3 separate regions of the Mus musculus genome follow, and all the other regions are linked to region 2. The links are chromatin contacts, called in public Hi-C maps. All regions are on one chromosome and are shown on one strand. Each heading gives the region's core, a stretch centred on a gene start, on an enhancer-like site or on the middle of the called end of the contact. The rest is flanking DNA. Distances are from core to core; before and after follow the strand shown.

Region 1 (3,650 bases), core at 67-2,566, 120 kb after region 2:
CAATGAGCACACAGTTGCACACACAGCAATGAGCACACAGTTGCACACACAGCAATGAGCACACAGTTGCACACACAGAAATGTATTCTGCACTCCTTTCAGTCGACGGCCCCAGACACATGAGAAGATATCACTCTGTTTACTTCGTCCTGGATTCCCATGGTCCCTATAAGCCTCTTGTCATTTGTCCACCAGGAACACTACTTCTGTTTCATGATCCTGTGCCTACAAAGGCTAATGTCATAACATACCCTGCCTCTGTGTGGCTCAACTGTTGAGAAACAAACCTCTATTTGATGATCATTCTTTTGGGGGTAAAATTATTTTTTGCAGGGAAGGCAAGATGGCTCAGGTGGTAAAGGTGCTTTCTGCCCACCTGACTGCCTTCATACCACCCACAGAAACAACATGGTAGGGAGAGAGGACCGGCTCCCATAAATTGTCCTCTGACCTCCATACATGTGCTGTGGCATGCATGTGCCCATGCACATATACAACACACATGCACACACGCGTGTGTGCATGTATATGTATGTGTGTATGTATATATATATATATATATATATATATATATATATATGAATATGAGTTTTAAATGGATTTTGTGTTCAAATAGATCTGAAAGAAATTGTTTTCGAAGCTTGTCACTGCACATTGGAAATGCCTGCTAGGGCACCCTAGTGTATTTCACCATTATTAAAACTGTAGCCAGAAACAAATAAATAAGAAAACACAGAAGCAGCCTGTCTGGGTGTAGGTAACACAAGATCAGGAAACAGCATCCGCTTTAGCAGATTATACTCGAGGAAGGCGAAGGCATTCATTGTGGGTCTAAGTCCCTGTAGTAGAGTTCAGCGATGGCCCCAAATGGACGGTGCCTGCTCTTCTGCTACCCTTAGTTGATAAATGTGCATCCATTTTTCATTTTGAAGTGTTATTTCCTTTTGCAATTTACCAAGCGCCTTTTCATGCCCCATTTGAAGACCATCTCATGAACAAAGCTCCTCCAGGGGAGACAAGTTAATTATCCGACTGCCACTCTGATTGTCTGGCTTCTGGGAATAAAATTCTTCCCAACCCCAGTGTCCCAAAGAAGCAACTGTTGAGCAGGGGTGTCAGATTCCCACAGGAGCAGATGTCCTCCTCTTCCAGTAAGCCATGAAACCCTGGGCACTGTGGTTAGTCTCCGAGCCCCGGGTTCGCTGTTGCACTTCCTTCTGTCTCCTCAATTGCATGAGCATCTTAAAGTGTAGCCCGGTACACACCGGACTGGAGACACGTCATACGCATAGAGTAGATGTTTCCATTCTGAGAGACCACATGAGATGCACAATCCCCTTCCACTCACAGGAAGATGTGGGAGTCACTGAATGAAGCATCCCTGGATCTTATTTCAGAAGTGTTTCCACAGCAACGACATTACATACGTTGAGAGACGCATTATTTTTGTTACTTTTCTCGTTGCGGCCGCCTAGTGCCCAACAAGAAGCCATTTAAGGAAAGGTTTATCCTCAGGTACAGTTCAAGGGAATAAATATAGCCCGTGATAACGAGGAAGCGCGGCTGCAGGAGGGGAGGCAGCTGGTCACGCTGCACCCATAGTCCGGAAGCAGGAAATGAACAGGAAGTGTGGCCAGGCTACAAAACTCAAGGCCCGCCCACAGTGACCCATTTCCGCCAGCAAAATTCTACCTCCTAAATGATCCCATAAGTGTCCCAAACAGCTAGGAATCAAGTGTTCAGACCCATGAGACTGTGGGGGACACTTTACATTCAAATCACCACGCAGATATTTGTAACTTACAAAGGACGTTGGGACGCATTGCTCCAGAGACTGTGTCTTCAAACTCTAGATATGCTGAGATTGCAAACTTCTCCTGGGCACAGCAGCAAGCAACTTAACTACCGGAGCCATCCTTCCCAGCCCCCGTCTTCTGACTCTTAAGGGGCCTGGAACAATGCCACTTCCCTAGCCAAAGTATAATTTACAGCCTAGGGGAGGTGGGAGTGGGGGGTATGCCTTAACATTAGCACTCTTGCCTAGCATTCAAGAAGCTCTGAGACCAATACACCAAAAGAAAAGAAATAGTTTATTATAAGATGTAAGAATACCAAGATATATATGTTTATGTGTATGCATGCATTATATATATATATCCTTTCCATATATATATATATATATATATATATATATATATATATATATGATGGAAATATCCCTTTGGCTTAATATTAAAAAAAAAAGCTCTGGGTAGGTATTCCAATTTAGAAGGAACGACACCTAGTGCAAAGAGTCAAATGTATATTAATTACAGCTTATTTATTTAATGTGTGCCAAGCTATGCAAAGGGTAGGTTGAAGGGGACAATTCAAGAGCACTAGCAGTCTCAGAATCTGTTACCTACAAGCCTGACTATTTTACACTGGGGTTCGTGGCAGATAATAAGAAAATGAAGTGCAGGTGGGGGAACGTGACATCAGACACGCTGACCCACATCAAGGGAAAGCACCCAGTGCTCACATCCAACTCCTCAGAATCCTCCATGAACCAGAGTGGACAAGATCCCCAAACCGAGCACACAGTGTCCTGCACAGCTTGCACCAACTTTCATTCATACAGCAGGGCCCTCCTGGTGCCTCTGGATGAGCTAGCGTAAGAGCGGCACATTCTGCCAGCAGTGTGTAACTGTGGGTTTTTACAGATTCAACTACTAAAGTGGCAGTTTCTTTGAAATGGATGATCCTAGAACCCAGATCCTAAATGCTGAGTGAGGAGGCATCTTGAAAGAGTAGATGACAGTGAATACTGTAGGAGTGAGTCAGCGTGTTCTGACTAGTGGGCCACTATGACCCACTGTGGGCGGTGCCATCCCTAGTCAGCTAAACCTGGATTATATAAGAATCCAGCTGAACATAGTCTAGAGACAAAGATGGGAAGCCATATCCCTTTATGGTCTCTAATCATAAAATTCTAACTTAAGTTCCTGCCCTGACTCCCATCAGTGATGAACTGTGACCTAGAAGTGTAAGCTGTGTAAACCCTTTCCTTCCCCAAACAGCAACAGAAAGGAGCCAGAGCAGTGCTGACTCAGATAGATCCACAGAGATGGGAACGGGAGCATAAGACGCTCACTGAGGTCATCTCTGGGTGATAATTAAAGATGCCTTCTGTAGTTTCATAAAGTCTGTGAGTACGGGATATTTTCACAATAGATGCTATTTCTATTTTAGAAAAACTTGCCATAAACAGGAAATAGGATGAATAGCGAATGATCGTTCACGTTTGCAGGACTAATTCATCTTGTGTGCTTGGATGAAAACCTAATGAGCCTAAATACCACATGAACACGAGGTGCGATCGCAGCATGGTCCAAACAAGGTCCCGTGACCTGCAGGACACATCCCCACATCTGAATCTCTTTATCTACAGGTGCTGAGGTGGAGAGTATGGTAGTAAGAAAGTCCTGGGAAACTTCTAAATAATTATTGAAATTAGTAGCTAGTTTTAAAATTAATTTTGGTTGTTTATGGCCATGAGGCAATACCAAGCCACTTTCAAAAGAACTTGGGTTAAATCCTAATTATCTATAATTGGATTTTCTGCCTTGCAAATTATCTGGAGTGGCTTCAGACTTATTAACCTCATTCAT
Region 2 (4,015 bases), core at 790-3,289:
GTGTTAATCCAGCTACCCTGGACCCTGCGGAGTCACCCTAGCTAGAGATCTGGAGATGGTCTCTGACCCCCCCCCCCCCAGAACCACACCCCTAATCATCTGTGTCTACTTGGAAGGGTCCCTGCACCTTGTGGAACCCCAGAGCCTTGTGGAGAGATGAGCCTCCACCTGGAAACACAAGTCAAACAATTCAGACTGTCTAATAGGGCCCCCTCAGAAACGCCTCCAGGGCACCTGCTGATAAGTCTGAGCCAGAGGCCCAACTTCTCTACCAATAGATCTCAGCATCCAGGGACAGTATTCCCTTCAGCCCCTGATGACCTGTTGCTGTTAAACTTGTCGTATCTCCAGGTGCTTTCCTCTGCGCTCCCAAGCCACCCACCGCGCAGGCCTGTGCCAAAGACTACGGGACTGAATGGAGGCTGTGGTTGCTGGGGAAGGGAGGCAGCTCTGAGTTTCAAACTGATACCGTCAGTTGATAAAACGATCTCGCCACATCCTATTCATATTAGCTGAATCTGGGCATGCAGCCCCCGATACCCAGAGACCACCCATCCCCATATGCGCTCTGCATCCCTCGGGAGTCTGACCTGATCAAAGTAAATGATGCGAGTCTTGTTGCTCATCTCAGATGGCTCGTGGTTGGTGCTCCGAACCGCCGAAAAAGCCACCTTGGAGTTTGCTGCCCGGACCGATATCCCCAGAGGGGAAGATGATGATCCCTTGGAGTCTGTAGCTGGGTTCGAGTCGCACACCACCAGACACTTGCCCTCCAGAACGATCGGTTCCGTGTCATTCTGTGCCCAGACAGGCAGCACTAGAATCAGCAGAACGGCTGGTACCACGGACAGCGCCCGGCGCGCGGAGCCCATGGTGAGCCGCGTGCGCAAGCGGCAGCCTGGCGCTTCTGCTCCCAGGCGGCGCCTGCTACCCCGGGATCCGGGAGCTCGGGAAGACGCCAGTGGCTAGATCGACAGCGCTGCAGGAACAGCGGCGGCGGCGGCAGCAGCGGCGCGCGCACTTCCACCAATTCTCAGGACTGAAGTCTCCCTTCGAACTGGCTGGCTGGCTCTGTTACCTTTGTCCTTTAAGGAGCTCATGCAGAACTCCTACCCTAACTCCTCCACCCCCAAATCAGTTTTGCCTGGGGCCACGGCACCCACACTTGTCCCTTGACATCTAAAAAGTCTCCAGACCCTCTCAGTCACACCTCAAAAGAACAAAATAAATTCTCACCCCGAACCCAAGCACTCCTGGTGAAGCACAGAGCTGAAGACACAGAGGGGACTCCGCGAGTAAACGCTAGCAAAGGTGGCTAGTGCCGAGCGGTGCGGGTGTCGGTCCTGTCCGAGGGACTCTGGTTGGCGCAGGAACAAATTACAGAGGCAGGAGGTGTTTCCGGGGATGAGAAGAATGCCAGGTTATGTCCATGGCTAGGATGCTAGCGACTTCCACTTGCGCTTGGTCAAAAATTCCCCCAAAGCCCGGTGTCACTCCGACGCAGGTAGGCGGCAGCTGAGTGCCCGTCGCCAAAAGCAGTTCTAAGGTGCAGGGCGCCTACTGCCCTGGGTTCCCGCGTCCCTGCGCACAACTTTGTGTCTCAGCGTGCAGTGCAGCCGGAGGGACAGCGCCGAGAGGGCACCCGCGCGCTATTTATAGGAGTGCTGCCTGCAGATGGCTTTGGCTCGCCCGCTCATCCCGTGGATCCCCGGAAAGCAGAAAAGGCGTCCGTTGACCCCAGCGGAGCAGCGCCTGTGTGACGTTGAACGCACCCGGACAGAGCGGGACGCACGGCGCTGCCGGCTGCCAAGGTCTGAGGTCACTTGATCCCCCCGAAATCGCACTTTGTGTACCCAGAGGATGATGCTCACCTGCCTGCACCTGCCAGGGGTCCGCGGCTGCTCGCCGCCAGCTCCACCTGGACCCGCAGAGGGAGTTGTGGGTCCCCTCACCCTGCCCTGCGCAAGACTCTCTGAACCGAACGTGGCGCTGCCAGCTCAGATGTGGAGATGGAAGGACCTCGGCGAATCTGCGCGGTTTGCTATCTGACGCTAAGAGGACCAGCCAGTGTCCCCCAACTGCGCCTGGTCAGGAGCTTGTCCCACGTAACCCTCGAGCCTGGAGAGCCCAGAAAAGCCCGGGGGCAGTTCTGTGCCCTGGGCGGGGCGGGTGTGGAGGAGGCGCCTGTTTTTTTTTCTTCTGCTCAAGAGGATGAGCCTCGGAACCCACTGGGGCTCGCCTTCTCACGCTGTGCAGCCATCCCAATCAGGGGCAGGAACAATCATAGTGAACAGTATCCCTTAAATGTAACAATTAAAATGCACACCCCGAGAGTACTGCACCCTCTCCCTCTTTGATGTTCCTCCCCTGTGCACTCCACTGCCATCTTGGCCTCTGACTGGCAACTTATTTTCCTTTTCGGAAGCCACGGAAGGGAAGCGGGGAAGCAGAGCTTGGCTTTGGAGTTGGCTGCATGAACCTGACCAAGACCTTAATGAGTGGCCAATACTACCCAAACTAAGGGCCCCGGCTTTCTGGTTCAGTATTCTTTGGGGTCAGGACACTCCCAAATTCCTTGTTGACTTCTCTTGACTTCAGCTGCAGGAGAACAGTGCAGCTATTCTCTAATCAAAACAACGTCCCTGTGGAAGCCACCAGCCACTCAGACCTCCTGATTAGTACGTACTGGTTGCAAATTGTTTAGAGGTTGAGTCATGTCCTTGGGTCAGATTAAGCTTCCCAGATGGTCCTGTGCGTTCTTGGAATGGCGTTCGAGCTCTTCCTCTGCAGAATCCAGACAGACCTACATCTTTAGTCTGATCTCCTAAGGTTCTCCAAGGGAATGTGTGCCGCAAGCTCATGCTGAAATTCCAAGTATTAAGATACAAGATGCCCCTAGGGTTGATCCTTAGCCCCAACTTCTTATAGTGATATAAAGATGTGCTGTCTGGAAACACAGTTGAGGGAGGTAGTCAGTGCAGCTTGTGAGTTGCTGGGGCTCTGGGGCTATGCTATTTGTAACAATGTTGCATATCTTTCATCGAAGCTCTAAAAAAAAAACAGAAAAGCTTGCCAGGCCTTTAGGAGAGTGCCACCTTGACACCACCGTAAACTTCATATAGTTTCTCATCTGACCTTTTCTGATGTCCTTATTCAAACACTGATCACTAGTCATTGCAGTGCCTGTGGCACTTCCGTGGTGTGTGTGGGTGTGGGTGTGTATACATATGTGTGCATGTGTGTGCAAATGTATGTGTATGTGTGTGTAAATGTATATGCACATATGTATGTGTGTATGTATGTGTACATGTATATGTCTATGCATGTTCTATTGTGTGTGCATGCATGTGTGTGCATGTGTGTATGTGTACATGTATATGTCTATGGATGTTCTATTGTGTGTGTGTGCATGCATGTGTGTGCATGTGTGTATGTGTGTGCATGTGTGTATGTGTACATGTATATGTCTATGCATGTTCTATTGTGTGTGTGCATGCATGTGTGTGCATGTGTGTATGTGTGTGCATGTATGTGTATATATGTGTGCATGTGTGTACATGTGAATGTCTGTGCATGTTCCATTGTGTGTGTACATGCATGTGTGTGCATATGTGTATGTGTGGGCATGTGTGTGTGCATGTTGTGTGTGTGTCCACTCGTGTATGTGCACGTGGTCCTGCTCTATTGCCTATTGTTTTACACCTTACTCCCTTGGGACAGGGTCTCTCACTGACCTTGGAGCTGGCTCTCCGTCAGCCAGCCTCAGCAAGCCTCCTGTCTCCCCCTTCTCTGGTGCTGGTGTCATAAGCACGTGCATCCACACTTGGCTTTTCATGTGAGTTCTGGGAATTTGCTAGACCCTCGTGCTTGCAGAGCAAGAGCTTTTATTGGCTGAGCCATCTCCCTGGCTCCAGGGCTGGGTTTGAGACCAGACACTAGAAGAAATTTGGTTCGACTTTTTCTCTTGTAAGGGTAAGAGTGCCTCCTCTGGCCAAGATGAAGAATCCAAGCTAAG
Region 3 (4,012 bases), core at 1,298-3,797, 100 kb before region 2:
ACAACCTTGTTGGAAGAGTTGTAGAGGAGACATCGATGAGGGCAGATGCAGCACAAACCGGATCTCACCCGGAGAAAAGCACACTGGGAGGGTGTGTGTCAAAGCATCACACAGTAGCATTGTAGCAATAACACCATGGTGTTCCATGAGCTGAGTGAGACTTTATGAATTGTGAGGCAGGGAACACAACATCTTTACCAAATTTCATTTCTAACTCTAATATTTTTTCAAAGCATTTAAAAACTGGAGCGGCGGAGAGGGACTTAATTGTATAGCCAACATCAACTGTGAGAGTCACTGGTATGGTTCCACTCTGAGCAAGTCACACACTCACCATACTTCAACACTATTGAGAGTCAGGCTGATCCAAGGCTTTCTCGGAGGACGAAAGGAACCTGGTTCTGTGTCTCTTCCCAGAGGCAGGCTTGGCAAGGCCATTCTGGGGCTAGTGCTGGGGCCAAAAGGAGTTAAGGTTTCTGTTCCGGGATTTGGCTTCCCACACCCCCATAACGAGACTGGAGTTATCAGCCCCAAGACCGATGTTTGTTCAGTCTCTGATGCCCTTGAGATATCCTGTGTTCCCCTTATGCAACACTGCTTGATTAGCCTCCTGCTGACTTTGTCCCATTGCATGAGAGCTTCTGCTGACTCTGTCCCATTTCACCCCTAGAAATACTATATATGACGCTGTACTTCTTAATAAGCTTGCTTGGCATAAAACGTAACTTGTGTAAGACCCCAGCTTTTGGTATTCTTTATCATCTCATCTCCTGGCTCTCCCACTATGGACCCTGTCACTGAAGACTGACCCACTAGTCGAAGTCACTACACAATTAAATTTTGCTGTGATAGCTTAAGAATCATACAACTTCTACTTACACATGGATGTATGTCTCAGAACATATCTACTCTTATTATGAGTAGACATATGTCTACTCTTATTATGCTGGCTTGGGAAGAGTAGAAACACTGAAACTGGTCATCCAGAATGAAGACAAATTATAGCTTTCTACAGTGTCTCTGTGGGGAGAGGTCAAGGGTGTGTTGAATCATGCACATGGATGAGGAGGCTCAGATGGCAACCTCAGGGGTCATTCCTCAGGGGCCATCTTCCTGTTTTTTTGAGACAGGTCTATCACTGACTAACTAGGCTAGGCTACTGGCCAATGAGCCCCAGGAACCTACTTGCTTCTGCCTGTCCTGGGTTTAAAGTATGTGCCACTACGCCAGGGTTTTTATGTGAGTTTTGGGATTTGAACTCAGATCTCCATGCTTTCTTGGTAAGTACCTCGCCAGTGGAGTCGTCTCAGATTGGCTACTTTTCTGTCGCTGTGACATGACACTGTACCAAAGCAAATCAAAGATAAGAAGAGTTTATTTCGGCTTGCGGTTCCAGATGTATGGATCCACGAGACGATTGGAAGCACCAGCAGTGGGTGATTGGAGCAGGAAGCTGAGAGATTACATCTTAACAGCGTACAGGAAGCAGAGAGGGGTGAACTGGAAAGGACTGCAAAGCTATACACTCTCAACTCCTACCTTAAGTCGAGTACTTCCTCCAAAAAGGCTCTGTGTCCTAAAGGTGTCATAGCCTTTCCCTAACGGTGGCACCAACCGGGGACAAAGGGTTGAAATACCTGAGCCTACAGAAGACACTTCTCACTCAAACATTTCCCCAGCTCCTTTCTCTCCTTTTGAGGCAATTTTAAGTCCAGTGAAGGAGTGGCTGAGGGAAAACAATAGGTACCAGGAAGGAAAAACTAACTAGCCTACCTACAGCTTCTTCCTCTGGGAGACGGAGCAACAGCTGGACCATAATACACAAAACCAGCACGCTTGCCCATTTGAGAGAATGGCATTTGTGGTCTTACTTTGTTTCTAAGGCAAAGTCTCGCTGCTTAGCCCTGCCTAGAACTCACTAGGTAGCTCAAGCTGGCCTTAAACTCACAGCGATCCTCCTGCCTCTGCTCCTGCTTGATGGGATCACACACACACACACACACACACACACACACACACACACACACACCTGGTTACAACCCATGTTTGTGAGAAGGGAAAAGCTCAGGACAAGTGTGCTGTGCCCTTTGCTGGTGTGATTGACAAATGGGGATGTCCTTGTAAAAGCTCTGCCTACCAGCAGCACTGTCCTCTGTCCAGCAGGGGCTGCAGCTCTTCTGGTTCATACCATGGGAGTTTCTGGGGTGAGGGGGTCAGAGCAGAGGCCGCTGTCACTCCAAAGGCATGCACCTGTCTTCGATTCCTCCTCTCCTTGTAATTCATGTCTTTCATCATCGTCTGCCTGGCTTGGAAAGCCATTTTCATCCTTAAGCCTGAAGTGGGTGAGATGTTTGCTGAGACAATCAGCTTCAAGAACCTCACCAACGTGGCCAAGATGGAAGCTTGAGGTTCCTTTTATCTTCCTGCCAACGGTATCTACAGATCACCATTGTCTCTTTCAAGTGACTTTGGGCTCTGTGGGTGCTGAGCACATTACCCTGTTCCCTGCCAGCTCTGCTGAAGCCGGCACGGTGCCCACTGCCAACAGTGCAATTTGCCAGCAAAACATCCAAGCCGGGAAAATGCACACACATCAGAAGATCCGCTTGGAGCATCCGAAGCCAGGCGAGGAACTCATGCAGAATTGTAATTCAAGTCAAGGCCACCCAGCTCTGTTGGAAGCCTTTATAGAAAAGAAACAGCCTCGTACCTAGGGCCACTCTGAGGTCTCTCCAAAGGACACACATCTGCTAAGAGGTGCCTGAGGCACTGCTGTGGTCTAGCATCCAAGGTGAAGGAATAGCTTCATTTATCCTAGACCCTGGAAGTGTTTTCTCCCACCCTGAGGCCCCTTAGAGGTTTCTCTCCCGAAGTACCAGCCAGAGAAGCCTGCCTGTTGGCCTCTCAGCAGGAATGACACACACAATTACCAATCTGGGAGAAAATATGCATTTCAAAGACCTTGGCCATGGCTTGGAGCTGACTGTTAGGACATTGGACTTTTGGTCCGCACACATGATTCTCCCATAAACATGTCACCTGACTAGAGAATAAAGATTCCCAAAGGGACAGTCATTCCAGTCCCTGCTTTCCCCACTCCCAGCAATCTGAGCTGGTGCCTCAGGCTGGGCTGCCTAAAGACTTGTGCTGTTCTGTGTTTTTGTTGTTGTTGTTGTTGTTGTTGTTGTTGGTTTCTTTGTTTATCCAGTAACTGGCTGGCTCGAGAAACTGATTGACAGTCTTCATTTGTCACTGTGATAAGTGATTTCTCAATCAGGGTCATCTTCTATGTACCTGAAAGGCAGAACAAATTGGGGCACTGGTTTGCTATGTTGGATTGGGAATTTTAAGATTTTGGATCTCAGGGCTGGCTTTGCTCCTCAGACGTTAAGAGCACTGGGTACTGTACCAAAAGACTCAGATTTGGTTCCTAGCATCCACGTGATGGCTAACAACCATCTATAACGCCAGTTCCAAGGGCCTCGGAAGATGTGCATGTGGCATAGACATGCATGTGGGCAAACACCCATATGCGTAAAATTACAACGAAACTTTAAAAAGAGAAGTTGTAACTGTAAAACTGTGTGTCAGCACAGCCCTGGGACACTTGAGTTACAGCGGGCATATATTTTTCTCATGTTTTATTTTGGGGGAAGATGGGCCAGTATTTGTGCATGCATGTCTGACAGCTTGGATAAATACAAATAGAGAAAATTAGCAAGGAGGAAATTATTCACAAATAATGAGGTCCACAGGCAAATTCACACGCAGTAAAGAAACAGTGGTTCCCTGAGAGCTGACCACAGGCTGGTCTTTACACTCTGTGACTGGCAGACTTATCTATTAATGTGCAGCCACTCCAAGGAGAAGCACACTACCATTCCAAAAAGGCAGCACAGGAAACTACTTCAAAGATTTTTGTCTTTAAGATGAGGCTTTGTGTAGCCCAGGATAGCCTCAAGTTCATAGTCAAGAACCATGGGAAAACTCAAAGTCCACCATGACTGGGTAG

The links. Hi-C and Micro-C count contacts between places; a contact is called where the count stands out from the background.
Region 1: a contact with region 2 is called in a Hi-C map of cerebral cortex, with 2.9 times the contacts expected there. The contact joins the enhancer-like site here to the promoter of Cbln4 in region 2. A contact is called at or near these places in 2 of 39 promoter capture datasets (embryonic stem cells and second pharyngeal arch cranial neural crest), 2 of 484 Hi-C or Micro-C datasets (cerebral cortex and embryonic fibroblasts), 1 of 115 datasets of contacts at active chromatin or transcription factors (embryonic stem cells) and 2 of 9 other capture datasets (adipose tissue and embryonic stem cells).
Region 3: a Hi-C map of cerebellum shows a contact between it and region 2, with 1.9 times the contacts expected there. The contact joins the enhancer-like site here to the promoter of Cbln4 in region 2. A contact is called at or near these places in 5 of 484 Hi-C or Micro-C datasets (cerebellum, cerebral cortex, cortical neurons and 1 more) and 4 of 9 other capture datasets (adipose tissue, embryonic stem cells, liver and 1 more).

Annotation. Positions count from the first base shown.
Region 1 is chr2:172,158,720-172,162,369 of GRCm38.p6, forward strand. No RefSeq gene overlaps it. Among named protein-coding and RNA genes, the nearest start is that of Gm35719, 4.1 kb to the left of the region's middle. Within about 2 kb of position 1,317, at least 3 of the 459 cell types and tissues checked have an H3K27ac peak or open chromatin away from gene starts, as enhancers often do. A contact at or near this core is called in cerebral cortex, where this site is marked.
Region 2 is chr2:172,041,427-172,045,441 of GRCm38.p6, forward strand. Cbln4 (cerebellin 4 precursor protein) reads right to left here and starts at 2,040. Exons shown (of 3, transcript NM_175631.3): 1 at 591-2,040. The coding sequence starts at 872.
Region 3 is chr2:171,940,329-171,944,340 of GRCm38.p6, forward strand. No RefSeq gene overlaps it. Among named protein-coding and RNA genes, the nearest start is that of Gm40005, 20 kb to the right of the region's middle. Within about 2 kb of position 2,548, at least 10 of the 459 cell types and tissues checked have an H3K27ac peak or open chromatin away from gene starts, as enhancers often do. A contact at or near this core is called in cerebellum, where this site is marked.